Regions from separate parts of the Mus musculus genome. Here region 1 is linked to region 2. A link is a contact called in public promoter capture Hi-C data. All regions are on one chromosome and are shown on one strand. Each heading gives the region's core, a stretch centred on a gene start, on an enhancer-like site or on the middle of the called end of the contact. The rest is flanking DNA. Distances are from core to core; before and after follow the strand shown. Region 1 holds the start of Slc39a3 (solute carrier family 39 (zinc transporter), member 3). Region 2 holds the start of Uqcr11 (ubiquinol-cytochrome c reductase, complex III subunit XI).

Region 1 (5,616 bases), core at 23-2,522, 630 kb after region 2:
AGGGATGTGACTATCATCTTAGTACACAGGAGGGTGAGGCGGGACAACGGCTACACATTTGAGACCAGCCTGGACAGTGAGGAAGACCCTACTTCAGAATAAAGTAATACAACAAAATTTAAAAAGAAAATACAGCCGGGCAGTGGTGGCGCACGCCTTTAGTCCCAGCACTTGGGAGGCAGAGGCAGGCAGATTACTGAGTTCGAGGCCAGCCTGGTCTACAAAGTGAGTTCCAGGACAGCCAGGTTTACAAAGAGAAACCCTGACTTGGAAAGAAATATAAATAAAGAAATGAAATAATAAGATAAGATAGTAGCAGCAGAGACACTCTCAGCAGTTGAGAGCACTGGCTGTTTTTGCAGATGACCAAGGTTCCATTCTAGCCTAGAAAGATCTATCTATTCCCCTCTTCTGGCCGCTTTGGGCACTGCACACATGTGCATAAACACAGACACATAAAATAAATTTGAAAAGTAAATTTTGTCGAAAAAAAAAAGAAGGAAAGTAAATTTTAAAAATGAAAATAGGCCGGGCAGTGGTGGCGCACGCCTTTAATCCCAGCACTTGGGAGGCAGAGGCAGGCGGATTTCTGAGTTCGAGGCCAGCCTGGTCTACAAAGTGAGTTCCAGGACAGCCAGGGCTATACAGAGAAACCCTGTCTCAAAAAACAAAAAAAACAAAAACAAAAACAAAAACAAAAAAAAAAATGAAAATAAAATACGAAAGAAAATTAGGATGAAATAAATAAGGTTAAAATTAAGTTAAACTTTAAAATTAAAATATTCTAGAGGAATATTATAAAGGACATAATTACTATAATTTTTTAAAAAATTAACAACAAAAATAACTCCCTTAAAGTCCTTCCCTCCACTGCTGTGAACACAAGGCAAAGTGCATACAACAGGCGCCCAATTGATGCTAGAAGACAGGGTCAGGTAGGGATACCTCGGGTGCTCTCAAAATCGGGCCAGTCGGGGCAGGGCTGGCGGGCGACAAGCTCAGTCTTTCCTTAATCACTTATTGTGCGCCTACTGTGTGCTCCACTCAGCCTCACACTGAAGCAAAGACTCTGTGAACAGGCAGGCACGGTCGGCCAGGGCCCTCGGCTCCGCCCTGCCCCAAGCCCGCCACGCCCAGGCCACGCCCTGACCCCTCTTGTACCTCTGACAGCTCCTCAGGCCTCCAGCCAGTGCCACCTGCCGCCAACTGCCCCGCGGTCCGGACCCCGCCGCAGCGGACCAGCCGAGACCCCCGGGGCTGCGAGCTGCTACCTACGCCCCGCCCACATCAGCGTCTATTGGACACTGTCAGTGCCACTCGACAGAACTCATAGTCCATTGGTCGATGCTGCTGCCAATCCTTCTGCAACGCCTACTGGCTCCGGAAAGCAGTTTTCTCCTTTCTAAACATGAGTGCAGCTACCAAATGATTCCGATAGAAAACACTACTTGGCAACATAGTTCCGGAAGTAGGGCCTCCATCCCGGAGCTGTCCAGGGTCGCGTGGTACTGAATGAGTGTGGCTGGAGGCTTGGCAGGAAGCGATTTCCTACAGCGAATGGAACATTCTTGAAGTCTTTCCTCGCGGCTTAAGAAGATACAGGCGTCCACCAAATATCTATTGATAGCCAGAATAAATTCAAGCTCAAGAGGTCTACTGTGCCCCTCAATCACTACAGTTACTAACAATGTAATCATTCTACCCATACCTGCAGCCTAGGAAATGTCTCCTGAAGTGACATGGCACCTGAGTAGAGCCTACAGATACTACACAGTATGCCTTATTTTTACATTCATTTGTTTGAGCTACGGTCTTGCTGAGCAGCCCAGGCTGGGTGGCATGCAGAAAGCTCAGAATCCTCCTGCATCAGCTTCCCGAGCGCTTGGATTGTAGGTGTGAGTCACCATACCTGGCCTCCTGCTATATCTAGAGCACCTCACACAATATGTATGCTGTGTAAACCGTGCTTTTACTGTGCTAGACAACAAAGATGACAAAGACGCTTCATTCACTGCAGATCAAAGCTTTACAGAACACTATAGTTTTACACATGGTGATGTATGTCTGTCATCCCAGCACACTCTGGAGGCTGAGGCAGAAGATCCATGTACTCTGTCTTCCAAGACTGGCCTACAGAATGAGACACTGTATCAAAAGAGCCATGCACAGCACACTAACACATGAGCCTACCCTGATGTATGTGACATGAGCTTCTCGTATTTTCACTTATTTATTTGGTTTTTGAGACAGGGTTTCTGGCTGACCTAGAAGTCACTCTGTAGACCAGGCTAGCCTCAAACTCAGAGATATGCCTGCCTCTGCCTCCCAGAGTGCTCAGAATAAAAAATATGCGCCACCATTGTCCATCTAAATAAGTAAATAACTTATTTTTTTAAAGATTTATTTGGTTTGATTTTATGTGTATGAATGCTTTGCCTGCATGTCTAAGTGCCATGTGTGTCTCTGGTGCCCAAAGAGGTCAGAGGAAAGTGTTGCATGACCTTGGGTCAGAGTCACAGGTGGTCCTGAGCTACAATGTGTGAAACAAACCTGCATTCTCTGTGAGAGCAGCCAGTCAGTCTTCTTAACTGATGAGCTGTGTTCAGTCCTCCTTTCTAATTGTTAAATAGTATTCTATTGTTTGGATTAACTAACTATAGATCTGCTTGAATTTTGTTGGAGAGTTGGGGTGTTTCCAGATAAAAGTCATTTCTTTTGTTTTGTTTTGTTTTTCAAGACAGGGTTCTCAGGACAGCCTTGGCTGTCCTGGAACTCACTCTGGAGACCAGGCTGGCCTCCAACTCATTAATCCGCCTGCCTCTGCCTCCCAAGTGCTGGGATTAAAGATGTGCACCACCAAGCCCAGCAAAGGTCATTTCTAAACCAGCAGATTTGAAGCCATTGTGTGAAGAACAGTGACGCCTGGGGACTTTCTCCTTCCTGGCTAACAGACAGTACAGATGGGCGTCCAGTGTATACTCATCCTATGGCGCAGCCACAGCTCTGTGTATCTAGTCAATAGAAACTAATATATATTCACTCAAAGATTTGAAGCAAACATGGCTGACAGCATCATATGAATTATGGCTGAGTTCATCAAGTCACTATATCAAATATCCTAAACTAATTAAATTTTTTGTTTGTTCATTAGTTTTGTTTTATTCAGACAGGATTTATCTGTGTAGCCCTGGCTGTCATAGAACTTGCTTTATAGACCAGGCTGGCCTCAAATTCAGAGATCTGCCTGCTTCTGCCTCTCAAGTCCTGGGATAACACAACCAACTTATCTTTTTTAACAGGTCTAAAATAAACATATCCTAGCACTTGGAAAATTGAGGCAGGAAGATGAGGTCAGCTTCGGTTAATTCCTAAGGTCAAGGCCAGGCAAAACCACATGATGCCCTACAGGGAAGGGCTAGGGAGACATTGAGATGGGTCAGTGGATCAAAGGAACTTGGCTCACAAGATTGCAATGCCTGGGACCATGCAGGGTTGGAAAAGTAGTACAGACTCTGAATTGTTCTCTGGCCTCCAAATACATGACATGTCACATACATGTGCTGTACCCCCACTGTGCAAACATACATGAAGTAGTAGAAGTAATAACAATTACAACATTTACTTCATAAGTGCTGGGATCAACCAGGTATAGTAGTGCAAACCTTTTCTCCCAGCATTCAGGAAAGAGTAGAGGCAGGTAGATCTCTGTGAGTTCAAGACCAGCCTGATTTATATAGCAAGTTACAGGACATTCAGGATTACATAGAAAGACTGTGGTAGTTTGAATAGCTATGGTCCCAGTACATTCACGTGTTTGAATGCTTGGCCATAGGGAGTGGCACTGTTAGGAGGTGGTGCCTTGTTGGGGGAATTTCTACTGTGGAGGTGGGTTTTGAGATTTTCTATGCTCAAGCTTGCTCAGTGTGAAATTTCAGTTTTCTCCTGGCTGCCTTCAGATGAAGATGTAGAACTCTTGGCTGCTGATGCACCATGCCTGCCTGGATGCTGCCATGCTTCCTGCTATGATGAAAATGGGCTGAACCTCTGAACCTGTAAGCTAGCCCCAGTGAAGTGTCTGCCTTTACAAGAGTTGCCTTGGTCATGGTGTCTGTTCACAGCCATGAAACTCTAAGACAGAAAAACAAACAAAGGGAGTTGGGAGTTGGTTCACAGCAGAAGCTCTGACATTTGAGATGTTGAGGCCAGCCTGCACTACAAATTGGGACATAGATAAAGATTTTTAAAAGATACAAACTGAGCGGGGAAAGTAGTGGCTCACTTCTTTAATCCTAGCACTTAGGAGGCAGAGGCAGGGGAATTTCTGAGTTCCAGACCAGCCTGGTTTACAGAGTGAATTCCAGGACAGTCAGGGCCTGTAAGGGCTACACAGAGAAACCCTGTCTCAAAAAAAAAAAAAAAAAAAGATACAAACTGGCATCTAACAACCATCCATAACTCCAGATTCAGGAGATCTGACGATGGATGGTGACCTCCATGCCACCAGGCATACATGCAGACAAAATACTCACACACTCAAATAAAAAAAAATAACTCTTCTATAGATATAACTGGTTCTAGAGACATCTCAGTGGTTAGCAGCATGGCTGCCTTTGCAGGGGAATTGGACTCAATTCTCAGCAGTCACATGGTGCCTTACCACCATTAATAACTCCAGTCATAGGTTATCTGACCTCCTCTTCTGGCCTCTGTGGTCCTGGGCAGAAAAGTGATGTGCAGACAAAACTACCATATGTATAAAAATATATTATATTAAAATATATATAAACTATGGAGTTCTCAAGCTGAAAACCCTAATATTCATTGAGAAGTAGATAAAAAAAATACTGTGGTAAATTCATACAGTGGAAGAGTATGCAATACTCAAAATGACTCGAAACACACAGAGAATACGCAGGGGCTGTCACTCCAGAACATTCCAGGAAAAGGCAGCACAAGGAAAGCTGCCCTTCTTTTGGCTGGGGCTGCAGATCTGCAGAGGATCCCAAATGTAAGGAGTACTGTCACATGAATGTTTATCGTCACAACCCCCAAATGTACACAGACAATAGTAATGGGAGGGAAGGAAGCTTAGTCTAGCCACTAGTAAGCATGCAAACTGTTGAACTCTTTTGAATTTTGAGACAGGGCTTAGGTCTGTAGTTGTCTGGCCTGAAAGTTGATTCTCCTGCCTCAGCCTCCCTAGTGCTGAGATGGCAAGAGTGAAGCTGGCTCAGTAGTTTGGACCTTGAACAGGACAGGGAGGGGGGTGGGAACCAACCTCCCGAAAGGAGCTCACAGCTCTGAGAATGACCTTGCAGGCAGCACTGTGCACATTCATCCGCAGGCCCCAGCTCCTGTAGGGAAAGTTTGTGAGCCTGTGCCAGCCAGGTCCTGTGAGGGGTCCCTCTGTGACTTGTGCATGGGTGGCCAGCTGAGCCACTTCAGGCTAGAGGGACGTTTTCTCATTCCTGCAAGGATAACCTACTCCAAGAGCGCAAAGCTTATGTCTGGGCACCGGGAGTGTTTCTAGGATGCAGGACTGATGGCGAAGCTGTGGCTTTGCCCACCTTGTCCTGATGTTGCAAGAACAGGCAGGGTGTCCGGAGGCCTGGAGGC
Region 2 (5,859 bases), core at 3,062-5,561:
TACCAAAAGGCTGTGGCTGATCTGGCACAGCTCTTACTTAGCATGCAAGAAGGCCCAGGGGCCATCCTCGGCTCCATGAACACCAGGCATGGCAGTGGACAGCTGCATGAGCACTTGAGAGACAGGGGCAGGAGGTTGAGAAGTCTAAGGTCAGACTTAGCTATATAGTGAGTGTGAGGCCAGCCTGGGCTATATAAGAACTTGTCTTAGAAACAAACAAAACCAGGAAGGAAGGAGCCCTGCTCTAGCTGGGTATGGTGGCCAATAGGGGCCGTGAATACTACTTTAAAAGCATTAAAGCTGGGAGTGATTTATCAGACCAGCTGAGAGAAAACAATGTGCAGTTTCCACCCAGAAAACACTTGAATGTAGTGTAAGGGTTTCTGCTTGTTAAAGACTCTCCCAGACGTGCAAGTGCTGGGGGCTGAGACGAATTTCCCTTGAGCACGGAAAGCCTTGAGGAAGATGATGAGGAAGGAGCCAGGCGTCCAAGGCATAAGAATAAGGTTTAATGCTGCACCCATCAAGGCAGCCCTAGTGTCTGTCAACATGGAAGCTCCCTGAGCGGTGCAGACCTCTCCAGTGTCCAGCTTCCTCAGTGTCTTCCACAGGACTACGCTGTGTCTGAGGCCTCGGCACATGGTACCTGGGGGAGGGGACAAAGGGTGAGTAAGCTAAGCACACTGAACCAGCTCGGGCAGCCCAGGGCCTCTGAGCTCTGGGAGTGATGCCAGCAGTGTCACACTACAAGGCCCTTGTCTATAAGATGGAGTGAGAGGGTTGGAGGAGCAATAAGTAGGTAGGAAATGAGTTCCATCCACCCCCCAGCAGACATGCAAAAAGTCAGGAGGCTCACTGGCCAGTCTACCTAATCCAGGAGCTCCAGTTCAACAAGAGACCTGTATGGATGGATCTGGAGAGGTGACCTGGGTCCAGTTCCCAGCAACCACACACAGCAGCTCATAACCACCAGACTTCAGGTCAGATGCCCCCTTGTGGCCTCTGTGAGCACTGCAGGTACAGCCCCCAAACACACACACAAACATGAACCTTAAAACACAAAGTGGACAAGCTAGAGAGATGGCCAGTAAGAGCCTGCTGTGAAAGGACCAGGAACTGAGTTCAAATCTCCAGTAGTACATCAAAGCTAAGCATGGCTATATATACTTATAGTCCCAGCACTTTAGGGACAAGGCCGCAAGAGACAGGCTGACCCTGGGAAGGTGCTGGCTAGCCAGGACCAAGCCAAAGTGGCACATTTCTGGTTCAGTGAGAGACTCTGATTAAAGGTGATAGATAGTAGAGACAGAGGAAAGCTCCCATCTCAGTCTCTGGCCTCCCTATGTGTGCATGTGCACATACATACTTGCACATACACACATATACACAAGTCAGGTGGTCTAAATAGGACTGTACTCTGGGCAACAAGCTACCAACATTAGCAAAATAGCCAGTTTGGTGTGGTTTGATGGGGACACAGTGTTGCATGCCCTCAGCATGCAATGTATTCCAAGAGATACAAGGAACAAAAGAGATGATGGCAAGGGACAAAAGGAATTCCTGCTTAAGGTCCAGGCCACCCCAGAACTCCCAATCCATAGAAGTCAGGCCAACACTCAGACTCACCATCGAGGCCTGTGGTGGGGGAGGGGCTGCCTAATCGTCCTTCTTAAACTTGCCGTTGATGTAAGGCACCCAGTCCAGGATCAGCCGCCAGTCCGTGGCCCACACCAGTCCCACGGCACCCACAGTGCCCCACATGCCGGCTGTGGGAATCCTGGTAGGAAAGAGTGAGGCTGTTAGACTCTGCTGGTAACTTAGCCTTTGAGAACCTTCTCCCATCATATCCCATGCTGATGTCAGTCAAGGGCCCACAATATTCCCTCGACTTTGCAGGGCAGGAGGTCCTGCATAACCCCCACCACCAGACTTGGGAGGCTGAGACAGGAGGGCTGCTTTGAGTTCAAAACCAGATTCACAGGCCAGGCAGGCTAGCACTCACCTTTAACCCCAGCACTTGAGAGGCAGAGGCAGGAGGAGGATGTCTGAGTTCAAGACAGCTAGGACTACACAGAGAAACTTGTCTCAAAACAACAACTACAGACAAAACCAGCCCAAGCTACAGACTGAGATCCTACTTGAAAAATAAAAACGTGGTCACCAGGCACAGTGCTCACACTATAACCCTAACCCCAGCACTCTCTCGGAGTTTGAGGCCAGCTCAGAGGGAAAAGGCCCCCTGCTACCAAGCCTGTCATGGTCACTGGAACCCAGGTCGTAGGGAACCCACACTTTCAAGCTGCTGTCTGACTTCCATGCACATACTGTGGCTGGCACTGGTGCCAACAAACACACAGACATGACATATAAAATACAACACACACACATACATGACATAAAAACCAGGGTGGAGGGGAGGCTGTGGCTGTTGCTCAGTGGATAGAGAGCTTGCCTGACACACAGGAAGCCCTGGCTTCCATCCCAAGCACATGAACCAGGTGCGTTCATGAGTTCAAGGCTATCTCTGGTCACAGAGAGAGTTAGAAGCCTGCCCCGGTTCCATGAGACCTACATGAAAGTAAAACTAGGAGAGTGCTCGAGGCACGGGTTGGGAACTGAGCCTGGCTGAGCTTGGCCGAGCTGTGCCTGAGTCCTTGACTCTCAGCACAGCCATTATTACTTTTTGCCTAGAGTTTTTTGAGACAAGACTCAATATGCAACTTAAGCACACCTAGAACCTGTGATCCTCCTGCCTCAGCCTCCCAAGCCTTTGGATTACAGGCATGCACTATCACGATGGGCAACATACTGTGGTAAACTTGTAAACTCCTGTTACATCGCATATGTGACCGTGACAGCTGGCACTTGGCTTCCGAGGACTGGATGTCAGTGAGATTCTTGTCTCAGGTGAGTGGGAGTTGGGGCTGATTCATCAGAAGACCCTTCCCTGGGCAGCAGGACCAGGCTACTGGGGGCAAAGTTCATCCGCTGCTCTGTTTGGTTATGCCCAGTGGGACCATGTGGATACTGCTCTGTTTGGTTATGCCCAGTGGGACCATGTGGACAGTTTGTAGACAGCCCATGAATCTGAACTACACAGAGCACCAAGATACCAGCCACTGAGCAACAGTGCCAGAACCTTACCTCCTCTGTCCCCTGCTAAGACACCCAGAGTGTCACCTCCAAGCCTCACACACAAACGGAATCTCCCACAGGTGAGCCCTCTCCCTGGCCTCCCAGCAGGTGTCTTCTGTCTGATCCATGCCACCCTCCGCTGCGGCCACTAATACCATACAGCCTACCCAGAAGGGTCAGTCATGGTATAGCTATACTCATTCATTCATCATTCATGGAGACAGGGTTCAATGTACCCTACCCCGACCTGGAATTCACTATGTATCAGAGGATGGCCATAAACTCCTGGCTCTTGCCTGCCACCACCCCACCCCTCTACCCCCAGTGCTGTGACAACCCCTGTGTGGCGCTGTGGATGGACCCTGAGCACCATCTTCTGGAGACTTCCGGCACCTGTGCGTGTAGTACCGGTTCTATGTACTACACGCACACAAACCCACACATATACATATAATTGGAAATAAACTATTAATAAAAATTAAACTGGAGAAGATGGCCCTTTTCCCAGAGATCCCAGGTTCAATTTCCAGCACCCACATGCTTCATAACCATTTCTAGCTCTAGTACCAGGGGAGCCGATGGCCTCTTCTCGCCTACCTGGATACTGGGCACGTATACGGTACACAGACACGCATGCAAAGAAAACATTCAGGTGAGGGTGGGTGCCCGCTATTCTAGCGTTCAAGAAGTGTGAGGCAGGATGATTGGTGGGAGTTCCAGACCAACTTGGGGTTACAAAAACACTGTTTAAACGAAAAAACGAAGTACACGAAAGACTGCAAAATCAAAGCCAAAGGCTGCAAGTCGCCAGGCTGCACGTCGGAGTTCCGAGCCGTAGGAGTCCAGGGTACCCACCCAGAGCCGCACACAAGGCTACCCAGGTCAAGCTGGGGAAACCCAGGCTTGGAGCACCTCAGACACCGAACGAAGGCGATTGCAGCTTAACCTCGGAGCTTCCACCTGCACTGTGTCCCGCAATACTCTGCCTGTTACAGCCTCAGGTTTCCCCAGTCCCCAGAGCACACGGTGGAATGGCGGGTGACCTCCTCACCAGTTTCTGGCCAGTTCCCGGTAGCGCGGGCCTAGAAACCTGCTCAGCATCGCTGCAGGGTCTCAATACTCAGGGTCACCCCGTTCCGCTGCCCTGGAGCACTACGCATGTGCAGACGTATAGCGCATGCGTGAAGGCGATCGCTCCACCTTTTCCGGGGGTGGCGCCGAAGACATTGACATCTACTTCCGGGGAGGAGAGAAAGACGTTACTGATCCGCTTCTGTCCTGGTTCTGTGGTTGCAGTGGATCCCAGCAGTAGCTCCATGCACACTGGAACACCGGGGATGGGGTGGGGAGAGTGTGTGTGACTTTGACCACGTAGTACTAATCTGATAATAACTTTAATAATACACATACTTAGGTGTTTTTGATATGGGGGTCTCCTATATTCAGGGCTGGCCGTGAATTCCTCAGACTCCTGCCTCCACCTCCTAAAGTGTAAGCCTGGGGTAGACAGGGAGTGCTGGGACTGGACCCCAGAGCCTTGGACACGCTAGAGGAGCGTTCGTCCCACTGAGCCACAGCCCTATCTTTGATCAATTTAAACCAGAGGAACTTGAGCACAGACCCTGAAGGGGAAAGGCTCGAGTTGGGCCACACCTTTGAATACATTTGAAGTTGTCGGTGAGTCGCTGAGGGACTCCAGTCAAATGGCAAGTGCCCTCTTAACCTCCATTTGCTTGGATTTTTGCAATGGGACACCTTTGGTGCACAGGCTGACTCTCATTGGTTACCCTCTCTGCTTAAGTCCCTGCTTTGCCTGATCTCCCAGAACAGGCACATTTTAACTACTCAGCTAACCCACTAACTGCACCCCTGACTGGCAGAAAGAAGGCGGGCACATCCTCAGATACACATCCCTCCGGAAGGAGCCTAGATAGAAGGTCTGTCCCTTGTTACTTCAGCCTCACTTTTGAATGGTCAGCGACTGGCATATGGGTGTCTGCGGAGCCCTGGACCCCACAGGCCCAATGTATGTAGGTTCAGTTATGCCACTGACCTTAGCCAAGAACCAGACCACAGAGTTGCTACATCAGGGGCGGGCCTTATTACTAGGTTGGGGGTTCCATGCCCTTAGGATTGTGGAGCAAGGAAAATTCTTTGCCCTCAGGAGACCATGTCCTCTGGTTGACACAAAAGGATATCAGGCTGAAGAGACAGTTCAGTGGGTAAAGTGTGTGTCATATAGCATGAGGACCACATAAACCATGTGTGGTGGCCCACACTTGTAACCCCTGTCAACATAGGATGACAGACACGGGATCCAAAGGCTGAACTACTCTGGTCACCTCCAGGTTCAGCCAAAAGCCTGTCTCAGGTACGGCTAGGAGCACTGCCTGTTCATTCATGTTGGGTTTGGTTTCCAGCACCCACATGGCAGCACCCAGCCCCTTGTAGCTCCATTTCTGGGAGATCTGATGCCCTCTTTTGACATCAGAGCCTGCACACACGTGGTGCACAGATAAATATACAGACAAAACATCCCATAAACTTTAAAAAAAGCAAAGCTGGGTATGGTGGCCACGTGTTTAATGCTTAGGACTGGGGAGACTGACAGACCTGGAGCTGAGTTAATACCAGCCTTGCCAGCATGGCAAGCTACAGGCCAAACACACACAGTGCAACCTTAAAAAAGGTCATAAGGCAGAGGGCCTCAGTGGTAAGTTGCCT

The links. Promoter capture Hi-C pulls out the DNA fragments that hold promoters and counts their contacts.
Region 1: a contact with region 2 is called in a promoter capture Hi-C map of neural stem cells. The contact joins the promoter of Slc39a3 here to the promoter of Uqcr11 in region 2. A contact is called at or near these places in 3 of 39 promoter capture datasets (fetal liver, hematopoietic stem and progenitor cells and neural stem cells), 1 of 115 datasets of contacts at active chromatin or transcription factors (bone marrow-derived macrophages) and 2 of 9 other capture datasets (adipose tissue and liver).

The regions. Positions count from the first base shown.
Region 1 is chr10:81,036,043-81,041,658 of GRCm38.p6, forward strand. Slc39a3 (solute carrier family 39 (zinc transporter), member 3) reads right to left here and starts at 1,273. Exons shown (of 4, transcript NM_001358898.2): 1 at 1,162-1,273.
Region 2 is chr10:80,402,510-80,408,368 of GRCm38.p6, forward strand. It overlaps Uqcr11 (ubiquinol-cytochrome c reductase, complex III subunit XI), which reads right to left and starts at 4,312. Exons shown (of 3, transcript NM_025650.2): 1 at 4,187-4,312; 2 at 1,627-1,777; 3 at 488-646. The coding sequence starts at 4,236. The coding sequence ends at 1,657.